Linked DNA regions of Arabidopsis thaliana: region 2 is linked to region 1. A link is a contact called in public targeted proximity ligation data. All regions are on one chromosome and are shown on one strand. The core of a region is the stretch at or near the end of the contact, and the rest is flanking DNA. Distances in the headings are between cores, read along the strand shown. Region 1 holds the start of AT3G26240 (Cysteine/Histidine-rich C1 domain family protein). Region 2 holds the start of AT3G26340 (N-terminal nucleophile aminohydrolases (Ntn hydrolases) superfamily protein).

The links.
Region 2: a contact with region 1 is called in a targeted proximity ligation map of shoot, with 14 read pairs. A contact is called at or near these places in 15 of 26 Hi-C or Micro-C datasets (callus, cotyledon, leaf and 5 more), 2 of 2 datasets of targeted methods (seedling and shoot) and 2 of 3 other capture datasets (root and shoot).

What each region holds. Positions count from the first base shown.
Region 1 is chr3:9,605,418-9,612,352 of TAIR10.1, reverse strand. It overlaps AT3G26240 (Cysteine/Histidine-rich C1 domain family protein), which reads left to right and starts at 5,160. Exons shown (of 1, transcript NM_113531.3): 1 at 5,160-6,935. The coding sequence starts at 5,250. AT3G26250 (Cysteine/Histidine-rich C1 domain family protein) reads left to right here. Exons shown (of 1, transcript NM_113532.1): 1 at 1-657. The coding sequence ends at 657.
Region 2 is chr3:9,650,321-9,656,523 of TAIR10.1, reverse strand. It overlaps AT3G26340 (N-terminal nucleophile aminohydrolases (Ntn hydrolases) superfamily protein), which reads left to right and starts at 3,588. Exons shown (of 8, transcript NM_113541.4): 1 at 3,588-3,724; 2 at 3,942-4,071; 3 at 4,177-4,306; 4 at 4,513-4,619; 5 at 5,131-5,265; 6 at 5,374-5,477; 7 at 5,601-5,701; 8 at 5,800-6,203. The coding sequence starts at 3,952. The coding sequence ends at 5,924. It overlaps AT3G26350 (proline-rich receptor-like kinase), which reads left to right and starts at 1,029. Exons shown (of 2, transcript NM_001338797.1): 1 at 1,029-1,398; 2 at 1,851-2,864. The coding sequence starts at 1,387. The coding sequence ends at 2,864. It overlaps AT3G26355, which reads right to left and starts at 2,049. Exons shown (of 1, transcript NM_001349593.1): 1 at 1,986-2,049. The coding sequence starts at 2,039. The coding sequence ends at 1,986. AT3G26360 (Ribosomal protein S21 family protein) reads left to right here. Exons shown (of 3, transcript NM_113543.5): 1 at 1-62; 2 at 135-446; 3 at 552-1,025. The coding sequence starts at 151. The coding sequence ends at 561.

The sequences.
Region 1 (6,935 bases), core at 3,911-6,410:
AATTGCGATTTTAGGCTACATGTGCAGTGCGCCAGAATTTCGGAGCCTTTACTTCATCCAAGTCATATGCATCCTTTATTCCTAACATCCAAACCAGATGAGGAAAGAAACTGTTCGGTTTGCGCCGAAGCGCGAGGTTATTACACCAAGGAAACCTTCAATTGCATTGAGGAAGAGTGTGACTTTGCTTTGTGTTTCAAATGTGCTACTTTACCTCAAAAAGTGAGGTATAAGCATGATAAACACATACTCCCTCTTTTTTATGGGAAGAAGACAAGTAGCATGACCTATTGGTGTGAAGCTTGTGAGGGGAAAATAAATCCTGAAGAAGGGTTTTATAAGTGTGATGAGTATTGTTGTGTCCACCTACACATTACATGTATGCTTGGGAAGGACTTATACTTGAAGCCTCGTTCATCATGGTCTATCTCTAGGGGATCGCTATTGATTCTGCCTAACTTTATGGGTATATCTCGACCTATTTGCTCATCCTGTCATAATCGTTGTCCACAGAGAATAATTTTAGTCTCACTTTCATCTTTCTTCTGTTCCGTGTATTGTATACCCACAAGAGGTGAACTGGGTTTCTTTCGGGGATTTCAAGCTGGCGAGGTAGCTCTGCTAATTAGTTCTCTTTCTGTCAAGTTGTCTTTCTGAAACAATTATAGAATCACAAAGTTAGACCCTTATCTTCTGCTTGTTGTTAACGACTCCTACTCTCTCTTCAACCTTGAAGCGAATTGCTGTTCAAGCAACAATCTACTTGATATGGAAAGAAAGAAACATCAGGTATCATGATTATGTCTCAGTTACTTTTGCGGTGGTCTTCAATCAGATCGAGAGAAACATCAAAGACATTCTTCTAGCAAGGCGTTTCCGATTAGGCTGCTCTCCCAATGATTCTCCCATGCTTTCAAGTTTCTATGTTTCTATGTAATAGTTTATCTACGGATGTTTAATATTTTTTTGGCCCTAGAAGCTCCTGCCCCCAAGCTTTTGTAAATAAACTTGTTCCTTTGGGTAATATAATTCACATTTTATCAGAAAAGTTAGACACTCATCAGTCTCAAGGAAACAAACTTGTTCCTTTGGGACTGTGACACTGATTCCTTGGAATTCAAAATCAGCAATCAAGGTTTTCTTGCAGGTTTTTGGTAACATCCCAAGTATCATTGTTAATTTCTTGAAATTTAAACTACTATTACCATCCCACTGGGAAACTAATATATGAAACTCTTCCAAAGCATCAAGCCCTAACAATGAACTTTTGTTCAAGAAATCTCCTAACTCTCCTCTAAGAAACCATACTTTTCTTACACACACATCAATACAAGCATAACTTCTTCTATACTCTTCTATCTATTCAATACTCTGCTTCTCTTTTGTTCCTCATACATGACTCATGATCTCCCACATGTGAGCTCTCTTATCAGAAAATGATCGTCGTAACCGGATTTAAAACAAGGAACATTCTGAAATTAGTCTTGGGATCACGGTTGATTTAGCAACAAAGTATAGAACATATAACCTTTCTGGTGCAGCAACTAGAGAACTTAACAATTACAAACTTCAAAACAAAAACAGCTGCTTTCATCAGAAAACTATAACATGTTCTCTCTCAATCGAAAATAATACACAAAAGATCCTTAGGAAAAGAAAAATAAACATCATTCAACAGACAACAGATTTGACAAATTTCTCGTAAAGAATCGAACCTCCACGTTCAAGCTCCTCTAGTCCTCTCTCTTGTCTCAAGTATCCCTTCACATCAACTACACAGATAAATACATAAATACATAAATATTTTAGTTATTTTTTCTACATATTAAAATTAGGATGAATTAGAAAATAACTAAAAAAAAAAAATCCAATTAAATACATCATCTATATAAAATAACAAAGGGATTGTGACACGTTTAGGCACTTTTTGATAATATTATTCTTTTTGAGACACTTATGAGAGAGTGAGCACTTTGCCATCTTTTTGAGAGAAAATTGGACCAATTTACCCCTAAAGTAGTGATTACGCAATAATTTTAAACTCATTATTGTTGAGATCGTGTGGGTGAGAAATTATCTTCTTTTTATCATCTCTCTCTCTTCCATATTCTTTTGTTTTTCATCATTTTCAGTTCTCTCTTTCAAAATCATTGTTGTTCTCTATAATTCTTACAAAATCATGGTCGTTCCCATTAATTTTCTCTCCTTTCCATAAGAAATCACCAATCTTCATTATACCATATATAATCTCCTCATAAACTTTCGATTTGTCGTCTCCTCATAATCTCTTCATAATCTCTAAGTTTGAGATCCACGACAACAAACCCAGGAAGAAGATGATCATCATCCTTGCGATTCTCAGAATCCTCTAACAATAAGTTTCTTTGTTATTGTCTCTACTGATTTTTTCTGTTTATATCACCGTGAAATTCTAGATATTACGATGTTACAGAGATTAGAGGTCTTTGTTCATCGTGAATTTACTTGCGATTAAATCGAACAATTAGTGGATTAGGCTCTTATAGTTTGCTAGTCATGTTTTTTCTGAAAATATTGAAGTTATGGGTTTAATTTATTTGAAAACTGATAGAGAAGCCCAAGTTGATATATCGAACGTTGATGGATGTGTTTGGTAAATCTATGTTCGTGGATAAAAGTGTGTTTGTAGCTCGCTCTGCTTTTTTTATTGGTATGTGCATTATGGATGGCTTATTATGGATTGTGAATTATGGATTGTTATGGTGAGATTTGTGAATCTTTTCATGTTTGATTAATAGGTGAACAATCCCAAAAACAAGCTATATGTGGTGATTTTGTTACAATGATGTCCATATTAATTGGTGGTTACAGAACACTTGCTGCAAAGGCTACAGAACAGTGGCTGAAAAGCGGTGGATAGAGGACATTGACGAGTGTCCAAAAAATCAAGTCCAAATGGTCACCTAGTAACTCACATGTCGTTTCATATCAATGCACAAATTTAGACATGAACAGTAATCGTCGATAAAAAATTGTTGAGCTTTTGGAGTTCTTCCTCTATTTAACTTTTAGAGGTTCACTTCTCTTACATCTCTCATTTCTCATTAATGCTTTGCTTAACTCACTCATTTTAACACAAGCACAAAAAGAACCTTCACTCTCTTTCTCTCTAGTCTTTGGTTAGTTTCTTGTTTTGACACGAAGACATAAAACGATTAGTAAGAGAGAGAAAAGAGAAAACATTAGTTGTCAACATTTTTGTATTGGATCTAAAGATAAATTCTTATAACAAGACATACACACATTTGTGGATGGTTATAATTGTTAAATCCAACTTTTAATTTTACTGAAATTACAGAAGATCTCTACAAGGTCTCGAAGGCTCACGTTGTATCCATGAAGCTAAAGTTCATGAACCAAAATTAGCAAAGGCTGTCCACAACACTGACTGTCATTATGATGTGTGTCCACATATCCGACGTTTTATGGTAGAGTTTATATAGTATAGTATGAGAATGTATTAACCTTGTGGATGTAATTGTATGGTTAATTTTGTTCATTTAATAAGATTAACCAAATTAATTGGTCATGGTTTCCAAAATCATCTCGAATCCTTTGTAAAAAAAAACTAATCTGCGAAATATAAGTGAAGAGAATCAGAGCTAGATCCACGTTTGAGAGGATAACGTCCTCTTGACGGAGATATGATTGTTGGAGCGCCAAAAAGATAGGGTCTAGAACTTCGAGAGAAAGAGAGAAACGTAACTTGCCCAAGTGGTTACAATTTTGATGCGGTTGTTGAAATTCGGGAGAGGCTTCACGATCATGGAATCGAAATCGAAAGAGAGAATGTCGATAGCGTTGTTGTAATTTTCGAGGAAACTTCTGACGGAAATTCTGTGACCAGAGACTTTCACATGTTTTGGAATCAGATCCAGCAGACAAAGGTGGATTTGAGAATATATTTGAAAAAGATCTCGAGAGAGAAAGAAGAAGAGAAGCAATAGATTGTTGAGAGATAAGGAAGATGATGATAAACCTTAAAAGATTCAATTTTGAATATTAAGAGTGTCCTAAAAGATTGGATTTTTATTTTGGAAAGAGAGATGAAGAACAAGAGAGGCCAAAATTGTTTTTGTATTCCTAAAAAAAAAGATAACGAAGAGATATTACTAAGCAAAGGAAGAGATAGTTAGAGGGTAGTGATGTCAATTCACATCAAAAAAGTATCTAATGATTGTGAAGTGTCTAATTACGGCTAAACTTTCAGAAAAGTGCCTCAACACGTAATATTCTCAATAACAAATGCTAAAACAAATATCATTCAAATGCAAAATAAAAAAATAAACAGAACCTAACATTATTTTGGTTAGAACCATCAATTTTCTGATCGTAACAATTAGTGATGTGCTTTTTTTTAACATGTACAAACAATTTTATTGTCATTTATCTATTTTATTTTATTTGTTTTTGTCATATCACCTAAATACAGTAATCATTATTAATACTATTATGATAGAAACAAGTGAGAATAAACACAAATTAAGCGCTTTATATTTTTTAGCTGTCTATGTTAGCTGTCATATTAATTGCCATGACTTTGCCTTCTTTCTTCAATTGATAGTTTTGATACAATGAAATCAAATCTTCTTCCTTTTTTAGGGTATTTATTTTTGGTTATTTAAATTGTAAGAGAAGAACGCTTGCCTCTTAGAAGTTAGAAGAGTGAAGATAAAAAAATAAAATAAGGAAGTCGAAGTAACCAAACTAACATGGCCGGGACAATCGATATGAGTAAACAAAGACTAGCGACGTGAATCTAGAGAACTGTAAGAGTAATAATATATTCTTTCGCTGTATTCACACAAGCTTAAGAAACATTATTTTCTTTCGCTGTATTCACACAAGCTTAAGAAACATTATTTGAATAAGAAAATTACGCTTTAATCATATAATAGCTTGTCTAAATAGACGTGCAGAAGATAAATGTATTTTTATAATATTTAAATTTTAAATTTACACATTTTTAAAATTGATCTAATTTTTGTTTTTCTTTTAACCGGGACTGTAGTACGTGAATGAATTTACTTACTCTGTTGAACAACACGACGTGGTCGGCTCGTCTCGGATAAGATTGAGATTGTCTGTTTATAAATATTTGCAAAATATTACACAATTAGCATTCACAAACACAGAGAGCAACCATTAAGTTTCATTCATAGTGAAAATTCTCTCATCTTACTCTCACAATTTTCTCTCGGCAAGTCTCGATGGATCCGGAGGCGAAGCTCATACTACTCATCTTGAGATTCAATGCTTTGAAAAGCTATATAAACTCGGATCCAGAAGAGGTCATGTCAGTGATTAGTCAAATAATCTCTCTGGTTAAGTCAATGGTGACGGAGACGGAGACGGAGCTGATGTCACTCATCTCTGAAACAATCGATTTTTTCAAGGAGATGGATTTGGAGTCCCAGCCGAATTCGCTAAGGAAGCTCATATCACTCATTTCTCGAACGCATTTCGTCAACTCTTCAGATTGGGAGGAGCCGGTTCCGGAGTCTACGCTCATGTCACTAATCAAGGAAACATGGAGTATGAAGCCGCAGCCGGAGCTCATATCACTCATTCAGAAAATAATATCCCTCGTCGACAACTCTCCGGAGCTGAAGCTCAAATCATTCATTACTCAACTAATCTTTCTGGACGATAATTTGTCTGAGAGACTGAATTGGAATTACTCTCGGAGGTTCTTGTCACTCAGTAGATATATAATCTCTCTGGCCACCTCAGTGGATTGGAATTTGCAGCCGAAGCCCGAGTCGGAGCTCATGTCACTCACTAATCAATCTATCTCTGTCTTCAACTCTATGGATGTTGATTCTCAGCCCGAGCCCCTACGGAACCTCATATCACTCATATCACTCGCTTCTTTCAGATCCTCTCCCACCAACTTAAGATATTCGAAGCCGAACATGGTGGATATCTTGAACCTTTTTAAAGACAAGACGGTTGAGTTTGAAACGGGCTCACTTACGAAAAGAGTTGTATGGAAGTCTCTCAATAAGAAGCTTTTTCTACTGGTTACGGAAACATTGAGTCTCGACCCGGAGCCGAAGCTCATATCACTCATCCATCGTATATTCTCCCACGTCCTGTCTATGAATTCAAAGTGGAAGAATCTTATTTCCCTTTGCCCTCAAGTACAAGTCATATTGAAAAAGGGAAAATTTCATGTGATTGAACAAGGCTTATGGACCAGGAATCAAAAGTGGGACGATCCAGTGAGCGACGACGACTCAACTGAAGCACGAGTAGTCTCCTGGAGAAAGAATAAGTGGGACTGTCTTCCTTTTAACTGGGATAAGTTCATGTTAACTGAAGAAAAAGATGATACCCATTTTGTCTGCCGAGGTTGCTATGGAGAGAACCATGAAGATAATAGCAAGGCTCCGGTCGAGATCAAACACCCTCTTCATCCTAAACATTCTCTCCAGCTTGCCTTGTTCAATGATGACAAAACCAGGCAATGCTATTGCTGTCACGAACTTCTCCGTGACGATACCGCAAGTATGTTTTATTTTTGCTCTCCTTGCGATTTTGGGCTCAAGTTTACATGTGCCAAGAAATCACCAGTCTTGTCTATTGACCAACCCAAGTGGCATGAGCATACACTTGCCCTGTTTCCAAGTCAAGATCCCCAAACTTGCAGCCTATGCGCCTTGAAACATTCAAATTTGGTGTTCTATATATGTCCCCCTTGCGACTTTATTATCCATCAAAGCTGTTTCAGCTTACCTCATGTCATACGGATTTCTCGCCACCTCCATTGTATCTCTTTTACCCATTCTTTCCGAAAAGGAGATTGGATTTGTGGTGTTTGTCGCCGGAAGATTAACAATGATTACGGGGGATATCATTGCATCAAGAAAGGTTGTCTTTATGCGGTGCATTCA
Region 2 (6,203 bases), core at 2,339-4,838, 46 kb before region 1:
CTAGACATTCTCCATCATCACTCAAATTGGCTCTTTGATTCTCTCCGGCGAGATTCCGACCGGTAAGTCGAATTCAGATCCTATCACTGTCTCTCGTCAATCTCATTTACGTTTTCAGAAACATACTTTTTCAGAAAACAAGTAAAAGAGATGAACACGATAGCGAAGCGAGTTACGGGGTTGGTGACTCGTCCGAGTCTAAACCAGCAGTTGCAGCAAGAGCGAGGGATAAGAGTGAAGGTGTTCTCCAATGATTTAGACAAGGCACTGACGATTTTGCAGAAGAAGATGCAATCGAGTGGAATGGAGAGGCTGATCAAAGGGACTCAGACTCATCACATTAAGAATTCGGAGAAGAAGGTTCTCGCTAGGAAGAATCTTGAACGCAGAATCAAATCCATTGACTTTGCTCGAAAACTCCAATCAATCCTCATCAAGAAAGTCAGGTAATGTTTTCTGATTTTTCTCAAAAGCTTCACATTTTTTAGGGTTTTAATGGTGTTGTTTAGTTTAGTAAGATCTTGCGTATTTCTTATTGTTATTCTTTGCAGAGGTTTATGAGAGCTGAGGTGAAGCAAGAGTGCTGCTATGTTGATCAGTACTAGTATCTGTGTGTGATATAACACAGTTTTACATTTTGAACTTTTGATGAGTTGAATCAATGTGGAATTGGAATTTTGGATTTGATTAGTTGTTTACTCTATGGCTTCTCTTTCGTAAGTTTTCAATGATCTTGAGAAAGAACATCAGATCTTAGGAGTACATGTATTGAAAGTTGTTTCAGGGCAAGTGCGTTGCTTCTCCTGCACTCTGTATGACTGTGTTCTGTGGGTCTCTGTGCTTGAATTGTGTTTCTTGTTCCGGCCATGATTACTCTGAGATTGTTCTGCTTTCTTCGCGTGTAAAGCGTAGGTTAGCTCTTTCCAGGCGTTTACACTTTCATTTTATGTATATTCATGTTACTATATACCATGCCATGCCAAAGAATGGGGATAAGAGATATAGGAAGAACAATTGCACCGAAGATCGTGGAAAATACCTTTTGTATGGGTTTAGTTTTCAGTTTGCTTCCAGCTTTTTTACTAGTATCTGTTTGGTCAGGCTCGATTGGTAGTTGTCTTTGTCAACGTTTGCAGTAACCGGCATTGCAGAGTTGGTTTCATGTTTGATGCTGCAGAAATTGAGCAGAGAACAGAGTATCTACCTGCAGAAGCAACGTGTTTCGCATCAGATTTGCGCTAACTAATCTGCGGCCTTCTTGATCTATGGGAGACATATCTTAACATGTTCATAGTTTACTGACATATTCGACAAGTTTTCGTAAGTTGCTCTGAGAATCAACATCTTTCCCCTGGAGTGAGCTGAAGTAGAAAGATTGACATATTCATGACTGTTACTGTAAGTCCTTAACCCTGTCTCTCCTAAAATCGAGATCTTTTTATTTGGGTTTTAGATAAATTGGACCGAGTAATTACAATTTTCTTAAAAAAACTTTTGAATGAGAAAAAGATACAGAGAATGTTTTTATACTTTTTCATGAGATTAGAAACTGATTTTAATTTTAGTGCAAGGAATCTACAACAAAGATTACTTGCTTCGTGCTATCACTTTCCTTCTTTATTTTGTTTTCTACAACAAAGAATCCTTACTTGAACTTGTCACCAAGTTATTCTCTCCCTCTCTCTATCTCATTTAGAAACTTAAAACAGTTCAAAATCTCTCTGTTCTCATTCTTTCATCTCAAGTCTTACTTAACTTAGTTTCCTTTGATGCTTTTTAGCTTCTTCATCTAAATGTCTCATCATCATCACCATGAAACTAACCCTCATTTTGCGCGAATTCCATCGCAGAATCCACATCTCAAAAGCGGTGGTGCTTCTACCTCACAAACATCTTCGAACCAACCACACATCCCGCCCATTCCGCACCCAAAAAAATCGCACCACAAAACCACGCAACCTCACCCAGTAGCTCCACCAGGAATCCTAATCAAGACTCGTGGTCGCCACCGTGAAAATCCAATCCAAGAACCGAAACATTCTGTAATACCTGTACCATTAAGCCCAGAGGAGAGACTTCCACCACGAAAAACTCAAAACTCATCGAAAAGACCATTGCTATTAAGCCCTGAAGATAATCAACAACAACGACCTCCACCACCACAAGCACCACAACGCAACGGAGGGGGTTATGGATCAACATTACCTCCAATACCCAAACCAAGTCCATGGAGAACCGCTCCAACACCATCCCCGCATCACCGCCGTGGCCCACGGTTACCACCACCCTCAAGAGAGACAAACGCAATGACATGGTCAGCTGCATTTTGCTGTGCAATATTCTGGGTCATTCTTATTCTCGGCGGTCTTATCATCCTAATCGTTTACCTCGTCTACCGTCCTCGCTCACCTTACGTCGACATCTCAGCTGCTAACCTAAACGCTGCTTATCTCGACATGGGTTTTCTTCTAAACGGTGATCTAACCATTTTAGCAAACGTCACAAACCCAAGCAAGAAAAGTAGTGTGGAGTTTAGCTATGTGACATTCGAGCTTTACTATTACAACACACTCATAGCAACTCAATACATTGAACCTTTCAAGGTTCCTAAGAAAACGTCAATGTTTGCGAATGTTCATCTTGTGAGCAGTCAGGTCCAGCTTCAGGCAACGCAGAGCCGGGAGCTGCAGCGTCAGATTGAAACAGGTCCGGTTTTGTTGAACCTGAGAGGAATGTTTCATGCACGTTCGCATATAGGACCATTGTTTAGGTACTCTTATAAGTTGCATACTCATTGCAGCGTTTCATTGAATGGTCCTCCTTTAGGAGCTATGCGAGCTAGAAGATGCAATACCAAACGCTAGCGATTTTGCAATTGCGTTTGCTCATTTTTTTTCTTTTACCTTTTTTTGCCACTGTTAGAAATAATTAATCTTCTGTATTTATTGGTATTACAAGTCTACAAGAATCGTTAATTGTTTAATCATTTTTTAATTGCGTCGTTAGTTTTTGTAAACTAGAATGTTCCAAACTTAAGAGGCTGTTTTAAGACTTTTAACTTTATAAATTTCACACGGAAAGAGAAGAATACTATCTAATATTTAAGTTTAAGGAGGTGTTTATTAATTTTGAATGCACATAGGATTTGGAATGCCTTGTTGATTTTAAAACCAAACATTAACATTAAATTTTTTAACTTTTAGATATGAACCAAAAATCTTGATATGGTGCTATATGAGGCAATTTCTCTTGTATGTTTAACCATAAACATTTTAAAATCTGTTAAAGTCCAATGTAAAATCCATAAAAATTTGATTAAAATAACACTTTATTCCAACTAATAAAATAAAATAATAAACGAATAATACCTGATAAATTTGATCCAAATATTTTGACTTGTCTTACTAAATTTATTTGAATAACAAATGATTAATAAAAAGTTATATACCTAATATTCATATAACCAAGGAAATTAAAAAAAAAAAAAAAGAAGAAAAGGCCAATAATGGCCCATGAAGCCCAACATAATGAACACTGTTCTGTCTTTAAACTTAAGCGGTATGACCCGAAATGATTCAACCCGACCCGATCGCCCATATCTTGCCCCGTTCGCATTCGGTTTGCCCAGAGCTCAAGAAACATCCCTCCATAATTTGCTTCTCTTTTCTCCAATTCTCACACATTCTTCTGCTTCGTTAATTTTCTACTCGATTTCGCTCTTCAGGTATGTCTCAGGCCCCTAATTGTCGTTACTTTGACTTTACAATGAAGTATTAGGGTTTATGGTTTATACACACACGTACAAAAGTAATCTCGTGCTAGATCCGATTTGAATTGTGAAAGGAAGCTCTTTTTGTTAATACCCTGATTTGGGTACCTCTCAAGCTTCATGATTTTGCATAATTTTATTGAATAATTGTGGGTATTCGATGATTCTGTAGAAATTTGACAATGAAGCTTGACACTAGTGGATTGGAGACAACTATGCCTGTGATTGGCTTTGGATCAAACAGTGAGATGCTTGATGGGTTTTCGTCTGCACCTTCGTTTGATCTTCCTCGTACCACTGATGTGAGTTTTAGTTACGAAATTAGAGTTCTTTCGGATTCCAATATACTTTGATTTTGCTTTTATTTGATTGTGATATGTTGCTTTTGTTTGTTGTTGGTTTTTTAGTTTGATGGGTTTCAGAAAAAAGCTGTGGAGATGGTGAAGCCTGCAAAGGGTACAACTACACTTGCGTTTATCTTTAAGGAAGGTGTTATGGTAGCTGCTGATTCTCGAGCTAGCATGGGAGGATATATCTGTATGTTTCTCTTTTGTTATGTTTATTTCAGATTTCTGTTTGTGTTTTAGTTGTGAGCTCTCTAAAGGATCCTAAAAATGGAGAATGAGTTAGATTCTTGTTATAGAAATTTCTAATCTTTGTTGTGTTGGCCAGTGATACTGTACAGTAAAAGAAAGGAGAAATTTCTGTGATTGCTGATGTTTTGTTTGTGTTTTTCCATTCAGCGTCGCAATCTGTGAAGAAGATTATTGAAATTAATCCTTATATGCTTGGTACAATGGCTGGTGGTGCTGCTGATTGTCAATTCTGGCACAGAAATCTGGGAATTAAGGTACCCTAACGTTAGTTTTTGTTAGCTTTCTGAATTGATGATTGGGTCTATCAGTTATCTTCCTTGCTGTGGCAATCCGGTTACTTCTTACCTTCCCTTTGTTCATAACTTCATATAGCTAATGTATTGATATCCGAAAGCTGTTGAGTCATTTGTTAGAGACTTAAAAACGTTTTGTATCCGTCTGTTTCCTGGAATAAGAATAGTCTTTATTATCTGTTTGGTGACCTAAGAACGTGTGTCTCTTTCAATTTTAGTAATGTATTTTTCTGCGTGGTGTGGTGGCTTTAGCTTCTCAGTACTGTGAACTAAACATTTATATATCATTATGCATCAATCTTTTTGTTTTGAGTTGTTGTATTCAAGGGCATACAAATGGTTTCGTTGATTTCTTGTATCCAAAATCTAGTCCCAGTTTTATCCTAATAGTTTGATTGCTAACTTGTATACCAAATCTGGATTATGTTGAAACTATGACCCTGATAGAGAGTGTTTTATTTGTGTATCATAGTGCCGTCTACATGAGCTGGCAAACAAAAGGAGAATCTCTGTTTCAGGAGCTTCAAAGCTTCTTGCTAACATGCTCTATTCATATCGTGGAATGGGACTTTCTGTTGGCACAATGATTGCTGGATGGGATGAAACAGTCAGTACCCTAAACTTTATATCCTAACTGTTATTTCCTTCTCGGTCTGTAGTTTCACTCACCAAAGCGAAAGTCGAGATGCTAAAATTGTAATCTTTTTTGAAATAGGGCCCTGGATTGTACTATGTTGACAACGAAGGAGGACGGCTTAAGGGAGACAGATTCTCTGTCGGTTCAGGTTCACCATACGCTTATGGTGTTCTGGACAGCGGGTACGTATCTATTTCAAGATATCATCATTGCCCTACTTCTCTTTTAGTCAAAGCCCAAACCAAAACTAGATCTTGCTTTACTATTATAACCACTCAATCTTATGGTTCTTTTTTTGTTAACAGATACAAATTCGATATGTCGGTTGAAGAAGCCTCAGAGTTAGCAAGGAGATCCATCTACCATGCTACATTCCGTGATGGAGCTAGTGGTGGAGTTGCTAGCGGTAAAGATCAATCCTTACTTCTTCTGCCAATACATCATCATCTTGTGATCCTTTTCCTTTAAATTTTGTATTAAACTTTCTTAAATCTGTATGATCAGTGTACCACGTTGGGCCGCAAGGATGGACGAAACTCTCTGGAGACGACGTTGGCGAGCTACATTACCATTATTACCCCGTGGCTCCAATCACCGCGGAACATGTGATGGAAGAGGCTGCCGAATAAGTACTGTGATTCTTGTCTATCTTACTAAGAGTTTTATTACATCACTTATGTTTTGTTCATCAATGAACAGAATCATAGATTCAAGTTTCTTTTGTATTGCGAATGATGTAGACGTTAGTTTGGCCACAATGATCACGTTGCATAATAGATAACATAATAGATAACCTGTTTCTTTCTTCTTCTGTTTTTCAATTTGTTGTACAATGTAGATACACACAAGTATCCAAAATATGTCCCTTAATGCTTAACTACTTTTCAAGTGACTGTACAGAAGATAAT